2 separate regions of the Ovis aries genome follow, and region 1 is linked to region 2. Evidence: chromatin contacts called from public Hi-C data. All regions are on one chromosome and are shown on one strand. Each heading gives the region's core, a stretch centred on a gene start, on an enhancer-like site or on the middle of the called end of the contact. The rest is flanking DNA. Distances are from core to core; before and after follow the strand shown.

Region 1 (4,164 bases), core at 1,101-3,600, 140 kb after region 2:
AATGGAGAGAGTATAGGGTATTATTGGTCTAAAATGGAAAGGCTTAACGTATTATTGAGTTTTGCAAACAGATACTTGAAAAACAGGCTCCCTAGGTCTTTCCCAGCTTTCAGATGGGATGTAAAACTGGAAGCCTTAACCTTTACTTGTGGTCGTCTAAAAATCTGCCCTATTTTTCTTAGGAAGGGAAGCAGTTGCCTTAACACCTTGGCCAGATTCCCAACATGTACCGGGTGGCCCGTTTAAAACAGGCCCGTGGATGCTTCAACATGAGGAAAGGGGTTTGTTGTAAAGTGCCATGTGTATGTGGGTGTTTAATGAATGTGAGCTGATTAAATTGGCCACCCTGAATTATAACCTCATACCTTCTGCAGTTCCTCTCCGGCTTTTAGCTTGAGACCATATTCTTCCTACTTTTCTGCCCAAACTTGTGAGGCAGAAATGCTACCGCTATTAAAACTGTTTGGTTTTCTACCCAAAGTTCCTTTGTTTCAATGGTGAGCAAAAGAATCTCTCCTTGGAAATAACTCTCTTACAAATTGCTGGCCCAGCTGCAACTTTCCGCATCAGCCACACCCACGTCACCTCCCCTTCAAACCTTCTTGCCTCCATCTGTTTCCCTGTCTCTGGGCTAACACAATACCAGTATCTGTCTGGAGCAGATAGTGAGCTCTGCCACAAACAGAGGAGGCCTTGTCTAAAGAAGGAAAAGGCTTTGCTCTAGAAATCAGGTGACCTGGACTTCTGGCTTGGTTTTGCTAATAGCCATTTGTGTGGCTTAGGAGAGTCAGTGTCTTCTCAAACCTAAGTTCCTTCATCCATAAAAGGAAAGGGTGAGACAAGAATCAAGATTTCTCAAAATGGGGGCTGTAGCAACTTGGAATCTGCATATTCTGTAGGCTTTTGTATTTTTTATGTTTTTATTTTAAATATATACATATATTTTTTTATTATTATGAAGACAATACTTTGCAATGAAAAGACATTTTCAATAAGTAAATCCTAAGTTTCTTAAGTTGACAATTCTGAAACTCAGACTAAGGTCTTAGAGGTTTCTAAATATATTTTTGGTGTCTCAAATAATTTTTGTCCTTTAAAAGGAAGCCATATATCATTCCCCTTTGAGAAACACTGGACTATTTCCATATACTCATAAACTAGATATATAAGTGGGACAAAATATTAGCTCTTTCTTATCCTCATCCTGCTCAACCTAATTATTTTTAGACCACCCTAATGGGCTTCTTTAGTTTTCATAACTGAAATATCCCCTGTTTTCAATCACTATGTATTAATTCATAGAGCATGTTTCTCCCAAAAGCAGTTTCTCTTTCCCTTTAAGACTCAGATGAGTTAATTTATTGGTAATTGACCTGGTTGAGACCACCTTCTTCTATAAAGGCTTCTGTGATGGTTGAAGTGAAAAGATGAGCTCCTTTCATCCGTGACCTTAAGACTGAGCAATCGCACCTATATATATGCCTTCTATTTTCAGACTATAAAAAATGCCTCCTTTCATGTAGGTTATTTCTTTTGATTCTCGATGCAATCTCATTTTGTAAGTAAACAAGTAGGAGCCCCATTTTACAGATGAAGACACTGAGATCCAGAGATGCCTCCTATCTTTTCTTTTTTATTAAAAATTTATTTATTTTTAATTGAAGAATAATTGCTTTACAGTATTGTGTTAGTTTCTACCAGACATCAGCGTGAATCAGCCATAGGTCTACCTGTGTCCCCTCCTACTTGAACATCCCTCCCACCTCCCCCTCATCCCTCCCCTCTAGGTTGTTACCAAGCACCAGTTTGAGTTCCCTGAGTCATACAGCAAGCTCCCCTTGGCTATCTGTTTCACATATGGTAATGTATGCTTCCATGTTACTCTCTCCACAATCCTACCCTTTCTTCCCCTGCCCCCAGCCATGTCCATAAGTCCATTAGGCCTCCTATCTTCTGACTCAGTTTACTCGTTCTTTCCAACAATAATGCTTCTTCATCCAATAATAGCAGCAATATATATTGGGTAGTTATGATTTGCCATATTGTGCTGTTCCACTGTGGTTTTGTTCCAGGAAATTTTAAGTGAAGCTTCTCACTTAGGATAGACTAATATTACCAGGCTTGTTCAGCCTGACATAAGTCATATGACATTATTTACTAAAAGACCTAGCTGGTCTTACTCAGCCCAGTTCCTTGTACTTAGAGATTACTCAATAAATATTTATTGGAGGATGAGTGCATAGATGAGCAACTCTAAAAAAATCATCCTTCCGATAAAAACTCATACACTGGAGATAATTTTTGCTGCACAGATTTTTGCCAACATTTGTTCTAGTTCTCAGTCAATTGGATTTGCTCAAAGACTGCCAAGTGCTTTAAAGGGAAAAGGACAGGGAACTGCTGAGAGAGGTGCACTGAGCAGCCGGCAGAGGAAATCCCCTTTCTGGCTTTATCTACCTTCCTGCCTGTGATCGGTTTCCTCGGCTCAGAGTAGATATGGGAAATGGTGTCACTTTGCCTGGAGCTGACTGAAATAATCAACTCCCACTGTAGGGAGACGAGAGAAATGATGGATATGTTTGAAGAGTACATGGAAAGGCAGATCAGTGGAACCGAGTTAGAAGGTGAGGATGGAAAGCAGAGCAGCTGGTGGGAAGACGGTTTCTGTGGTCAGGCTATGTCTGAGTGGAGAGGGGAGAAAAGTTTGGTGTGCTCCTTCCATGGTGTGGTTTGGCTCTTTCCCTCTGCTTCCCAAGAGAACTCTTAGTGACCAGGGACATCACATTTCAATCAAGGCAGCTCTCTCTGGGCTGGTAAGCTAGGCTTCCAAGGGTGTGGTGAAGTTATAGCAGGCTGACCAGGGAGTCTCCTGGTCACAAAGGGATCTAGTCACCCTCTTCCGCTGTTGGCGGCTGTTGTGCTGTCTATAAACATATAGTGTTCGCTCACATACTCATAAATGCTGGTTATTGTCATATGATTGCATTGTCTATGAAAGTGGATTGCCTGGAAAAAGTGATTCCACTTCTTTTTTATATACTCATTGTTCCTGGAACCACTTCCTGAAATTCCAGGCTTCTCTTTTTCTTTAGCTGTCATTTTCTTAAACTACTTCTTTCTCGGAGCCCCAGGGTTCTGGAGATGTTCTTGTGCTAAAATGGGCTTCTAAGTAGCTTCTGGGAACTGTGTGGAATGGGTCTGGCTCCGGCTGGTCAATGAGGAGGCTCCTTTGCCTCCTGATTATTCCTCTCTGACAGCAGTTGTCGGTTATATTGAAAAGCTAAGGATGTGAGGGGACCAGAGTGAAATTGCAGAGCATGGTCACCCAGCCAAACTGAAACACACATGATTAACTGACCACACACATGGTCTTGGAATGACATCTCACTTGGGGAGTAAAAGCCAAGGATTGTGGTTAGTGCCCCAGCAGGCCCCAGATGGTTAGAGTTAATATACACCTGTACTTTCTGCCAGGCAGTTTTCATCAGTTTCCTCAGGATGTCAGTGTGTGTGTATAATTAAGAGTATTTAATCACATTATAATTCCCCACAGAGAGATGGAGGTGGGGCGGTGGGGGGTGGGGGGTGGAGCAGGATCGCTGGTTTTTACAATCACAGAGAGTCATCGGTTGAAAAAGAAACCGAGAAAAGCCAAGTCTTGAGCTATGTCTGTGCCATGCTCCTCGGAAGCTGGGCTGGCACAGCCCCTCGAGTGACATTGCAGTGAAAACTTAACCCACATGTTTTGCTGCAGTCTCAGGGTTCTCGGTGTTAGGTTAGAATACTTGAATACTATGTTTTAATTCTCCCTCCGCTGAGGCTGTGTTTGTGGAAACCCATGTGAGGCAACCTTCAGTTTGAAAGGGTAATGACTCTAGTCTTGTGAAAATAAATGAGGCGGACACTTCAGTCATTTTAAGTTAGATCTGACCAACAGAGTCCATTTAACCAGCATCTATTGATAGGATTCTAAATTAAAAGAGTGGAACCTAAGCCATGAAATCATCTTTATGTTTATGTTAAATCCTTCATTTTTTCCAGCTTTTCTATATATTCTCTTTTCTTCATCCTGTCAATCGCCAGATTTAGCTGCTGAAAGTGACTTCTTATTTTGGACGAGGAAACCAAGTCCCATTGACAGTAAGGGACTTTTAGGATCACACA
Region 2 (4,187 bases), core at 1,463-3,962:
GACTATTTTATAGTTAGTGACAAATCTTAAAGGTGATCACATTTTTTAACCTTTGTAAGTTCTGGTAAACTGAAATTTCTTTTTATTTTTTCTGTAAAGCACTGTCCTTTTTTTTTCTGATTATAAATATATAAACCTTTAGACTAACAGCAACTTTCTGCATGTTATTTCATGTTTTTAATAGTTTATCTTTTTAACTAGGTCATTTAGCATGTAAGAACTATTGAGCAACATCACCAATAAATTCTCATGTTTACTGTTATTTTGTATTTTCTGAGGTCTCAAACTTAACTGACTCTTTTTTTAATCTGGCGTTTTTCTTCCTTGGGGAATTTAATTTCCCTTTGTTCACTTATTTATAGCTTTGCAGATGGCATGGTTTGGAACCTTAGTTTTTATTGGTTTGCTGCTCTACAGTAATTGACACACTATACATTCCAAGTCCCATGTTCCATTTACATATGGACACATACTACTTGATGACTCAGATAGACTATAATGAATCCCCTTTATTCTGGGATATCTTTGAGATTCTGGGTTACTGTGTGGGTCTGTTCTCCTTAAACATGGAACTGACAGCATTGAGTGTTGGAAACAACTGACCTTTTATTTCCACTGGCATTTCATCACTATGGGTGCATCCCAATCTAATTATATGTTGATTTGTAATCAACAGAGGCTTCCTCTCATTTAAGTTTCTGCTGACTTTATTTTCTCCCTGTTTGGAAACCTCCAAGATTATTATATCAGTTTCAATTTCTTAAACAGGTTTTCTTTCATGATGGCCTGCTTCCAATCTCTTACTTTGCTATTCAGTTACTCTGTCAACCCATGTTATCTGTTTAAAAAATAAAAAAGCCAAACCAAACAAAATGCTGATCCGTTGGTGGGCTCTATGCTGTCATCTAAACTGTTATGGAGAGAACTATTTATGTTATAATGTTGTTATGAATTAACTCAGTGGCCCACATCTCTCTGTATGTGAAATGCACTTGACCTTAGAAGAAAAAAAAATCTGAACCAGAATCCTCATTGAAGTCTGACTTGGCTACAATAAGAATTCATTAAAAACACAGAAGCTACATTTCCTAGGAAATGCAGGCTTTTTCCTGTATTTGGGAGCGGTAAAGGATACGCCCAAGAACTTGGAACAGATACAACCCTGGCAGATAAACAAAAGATCTGAAGGGCAGAACTTCCTTTTTATTCCCTGAGCTCTCTCTCCCATTGTCTAAGAGAAGATGGGGCAAATACCCAGACAGAAGCTGCTTCAGTATTGTCTTTTATTGATAGGCTGCTTGTGTTCAGTGATTCCTCTGGCCCATAGTGTCTGCTGGACAGTTGGAGGCTTTTTGAAGCCATTGTATTGTTAGAGAATAATTAGGGTGAATGAAGCAGGGGGTAGGGGTTAACAACAATTCTTTGTTACGAGCAATTGCTAGTCTTGGCATCAGTATTGGTAACAAGGCCAATCTACTGGAAGGGATGGAAACAAAAGAAGGAAAGGTTGCCGTTGGTTTGTCTAATCCATCCAGCAAATCCACCCATGCATGGCCATTGTGCTTTGTGAGCTCTCTGGAAATGCCTTTGGTCACACTGCATTCCAAGCCACTGGGTGGGTGATCTCTAGGCGGATCTCATACATGGATTTCCTAGAATGCTTCCCATAGCAAAAAAGTGGATGCACAGGTGTTGCCTTGGCAACTAATCGGCATACTTCATAAAGAAAATAATCTTCTGACATTTGGGTAGATGCATGTCCTAACACAAAAGAGCTAAGATGTGTCGATTGACACCAAGGTGAACACACCTGTGTAGAACCATGGCCTGTGTCCTCGCTTTCTCCTCCATCCTCTCTGGGACAGTCAGGCCCTGTCCTGGTCATCGTGGTCTTGAGCTCACTTGAATTGTGATCTAGAGGAGCCCTAGCCAGGGTAGGGTCCAGCAAACTGGGGTGGCTATCAATTTAATGCTTCTAGGAAAATGGTTCTTATTAAAAGACTTTATAAACTGGTTGCCTATCTCAGCTTGCCCATTTGGGGAACTGGAGCTGCTGCTGCATTCAGAGTCAAGGTGATGTCTAGTTGTGGTTGATCAGATACCTGATGTATTAATAATACATGGCAGAGTACCTTACATGGGGGCCTAGGTTCCTACTTAGAGTCTGTTGTTCAGATTTTATAGCATCCGTGTAATTCTGTCGCATGTGCTGCTTCCTACACCCTCCTCCCAAATCAGCTTTCTGACAAGGGTGCCCAAGCACAGAGGGGGTGTGCCTCAAATAGTTGATTCAAATTGTACAACAGAAGTTACCCCATATATCCCTTCCTGTTGCTTGTCGAGAAGGACAGACACAGAGGCAGTTTGGAAGTGGATGGAGGCATCTCTCCAACGAGATTTTTTTGACCTTAGACACACCACCCTGAAAGGTGAAATCCTGTTCTCATGTATTAAATAGGGCTTTAATGTTACAGTCTGATTTAGACCAACGATGATTTACATTTGAAATCTCAAACGGGGAATGTTCAAGGTTGATCCTAAACTCTGAGCAGTTAGGGCAGAGGTGGTGTTTACCTATGTGTTATGCTGAGTGTATCTACACTCCCAGGCGTGGAGTGGTGGGTGTTAGGCAGTGGGTAGGGGAGAGAGAGGTGGTGTGGGGCTTTAAGGAGCGGGGAGGACAGACAGAGTGTGCTTATTTTCAGTTTGTCAGCTGTTCTGGAAAACTGCCAAAATGAATGAGCTACAACAAGCCCTCATGGTTGTTGTAAGCCAAGGCGAGGCTAGGCCCCTCCTTTTAAAAGGCTCTGTGGAATTTAGACTTAAAACTTCATATGTATTTGGTTTGGGGCAAATGTGAAATCCCTGAACTTTCCCCAGGAAAATATTAGCTCCCTGGAACACACAGTGGGTCCTAACTCTCTGGACAGAAGTGTGTCTTGAGAGAGAAAAAAGAATCCAGCACCTTCCCATTTAGCCTCCTGGCTCGGTTTGGCCAGGAGAGAAAGATTGATGAAAACCCTGATTAGATCTGTCTCCATGGCCTCCAGCAGATTATTGGAAAGGCCTGAAAAAATCCTTTTGATACAGGGGGTAGAGGTTCCAGTGGACGGGGCAGGGGTGGGGTGGGGGGGGAAGGCTGAATCTTGCTGGCCCAAATGTGCCGGGATGCATATAAACAAGCAGCCGGTGGGGGTGGTGGGGGGAAGAATGAGCAAAGGCTGAGCATTTTTACAAGACTAGGCACCGAAATTCTCCTAAGGGAGACGGAACCTGGAACATTTAAAATAAGGCACTTCCATATGGGAAGAAGAGCCTGTAAACTCAGTGTGGTTGAGATTTCAGAAACAGAAATCCATGGCTAGGTTTTTCTAGGCAGGACTTGTATCCTCTGTTGGCAGTCAGGTTCCAAGCCTGACCCCTCTGCCGTGTGACTCTGGTCTGACGTTCATGTCAGGAAAACTCTAGGCTGTTTTTGCCGTCCTCCCTGCTAATGTTGACATTGGTAGGGAGAGAGGAAATCTGGATAAATAGAACTCTTTTCTTGGCGTTGTTAAAAATATTACTAAAAAGAGCAAAGGGTGTTTTCGGAGCTACATGGAAGCAAAGTCTTTCTTTGGAACTTTGAAAGCCTAGGTAGGTGGCTGGGTAAGCATTTTCTCGCAGCCTGTTTGTTTTAGCCTGTGGTGGTTTCTGATTAGCTTTAAGATTCTGATAGAGGGCACACACCCCCCCATCCCTCAGTGGCTCTCTCTCCTGATGCTGTCCTTTGTATCTTGTGATTGAAAACTTACACACCGTTAGGACTTTTCTGAAGATCACATTGTAGCTGGTCTACCAGGAGCTTTAAATTTTCTTGAAATTTTACTGTCAAAAGCAGAAGAACAGCTTTTCATCATTGAACTGGGAGGGGCAGTTTTGTTTGCCCCTTACGTTTTGTGCTTTCAGAAACTGAAATTGAGAACTCCAAGCAACTTGCCTGAAGTTATACCATTTAGTTAGTATGGCCTGATGCCTGGGTTATTATCACAACAAAAGCTGTGCCCCCAGAAGGAAATTTCGGTTCAGATTCTCTATAACTTTAAGAACATGGACAAATATATGGATTTTAGTAAAAACAGCTGATCAAGATAACCTCATCATTCTCAAGGGAATGTAACTTTGAGGAGACACATTTGGAATAACCT

Evidence for each region. Hi-C and Micro-C count contacts between places; a contact is called where the count stands out from the background.
Region 1: a contact with region 2 is called in a Hi-C map of tail adipose tissue, with 4 times the contacts expected there. The contact joins two enhancer-like sites. A contact is called at or near these places in 3 of 16 Hi-C or Micro-C datasets (omental adipose tissue, retroperitoneal adipose tissue and tail adipose tissue).

The regions. Positions count from the first base shown.
Region 1 is chr7:78,279,636-78,283,799 of ARS-UI_Ramb_v3.0, forward strand. The region is part of intron 8 of RAD51B (RAD51 paralog B); the gene reads left to right. Among named protein-coding and RNA genes, the nearest start is that of ZFP36L1, 420 kb to the right of the region's middle. Within about 2 kb of position 2,351, at least 11 of the 54 cell types and tissues checked have an H3K27ac peak or open chromatin away from gene starts, as enhancers often do. A contact at or near this core is called in tail adipose tissue, where this site is marked.
Region 2 is chr7:78,141,764-78,145,950 of ARS-UI_Ramb_v3.0, forward strand. All of the region lies in intron 7 of RAD51B (RAD51 paralog B), which reads left to right. Among named protein-coding and RNA genes, the nearest start is that of RAD51B, 390 kb to the left of the region's middle. Within about 2 kb of position 2,713, at least 19 of the 54 cell types and tissues checked have an H3K27ac peak or open chromatin away from gene starts, as enhancers often do. A contact at or near this core is called in tail adipose tissue, where this site is marked.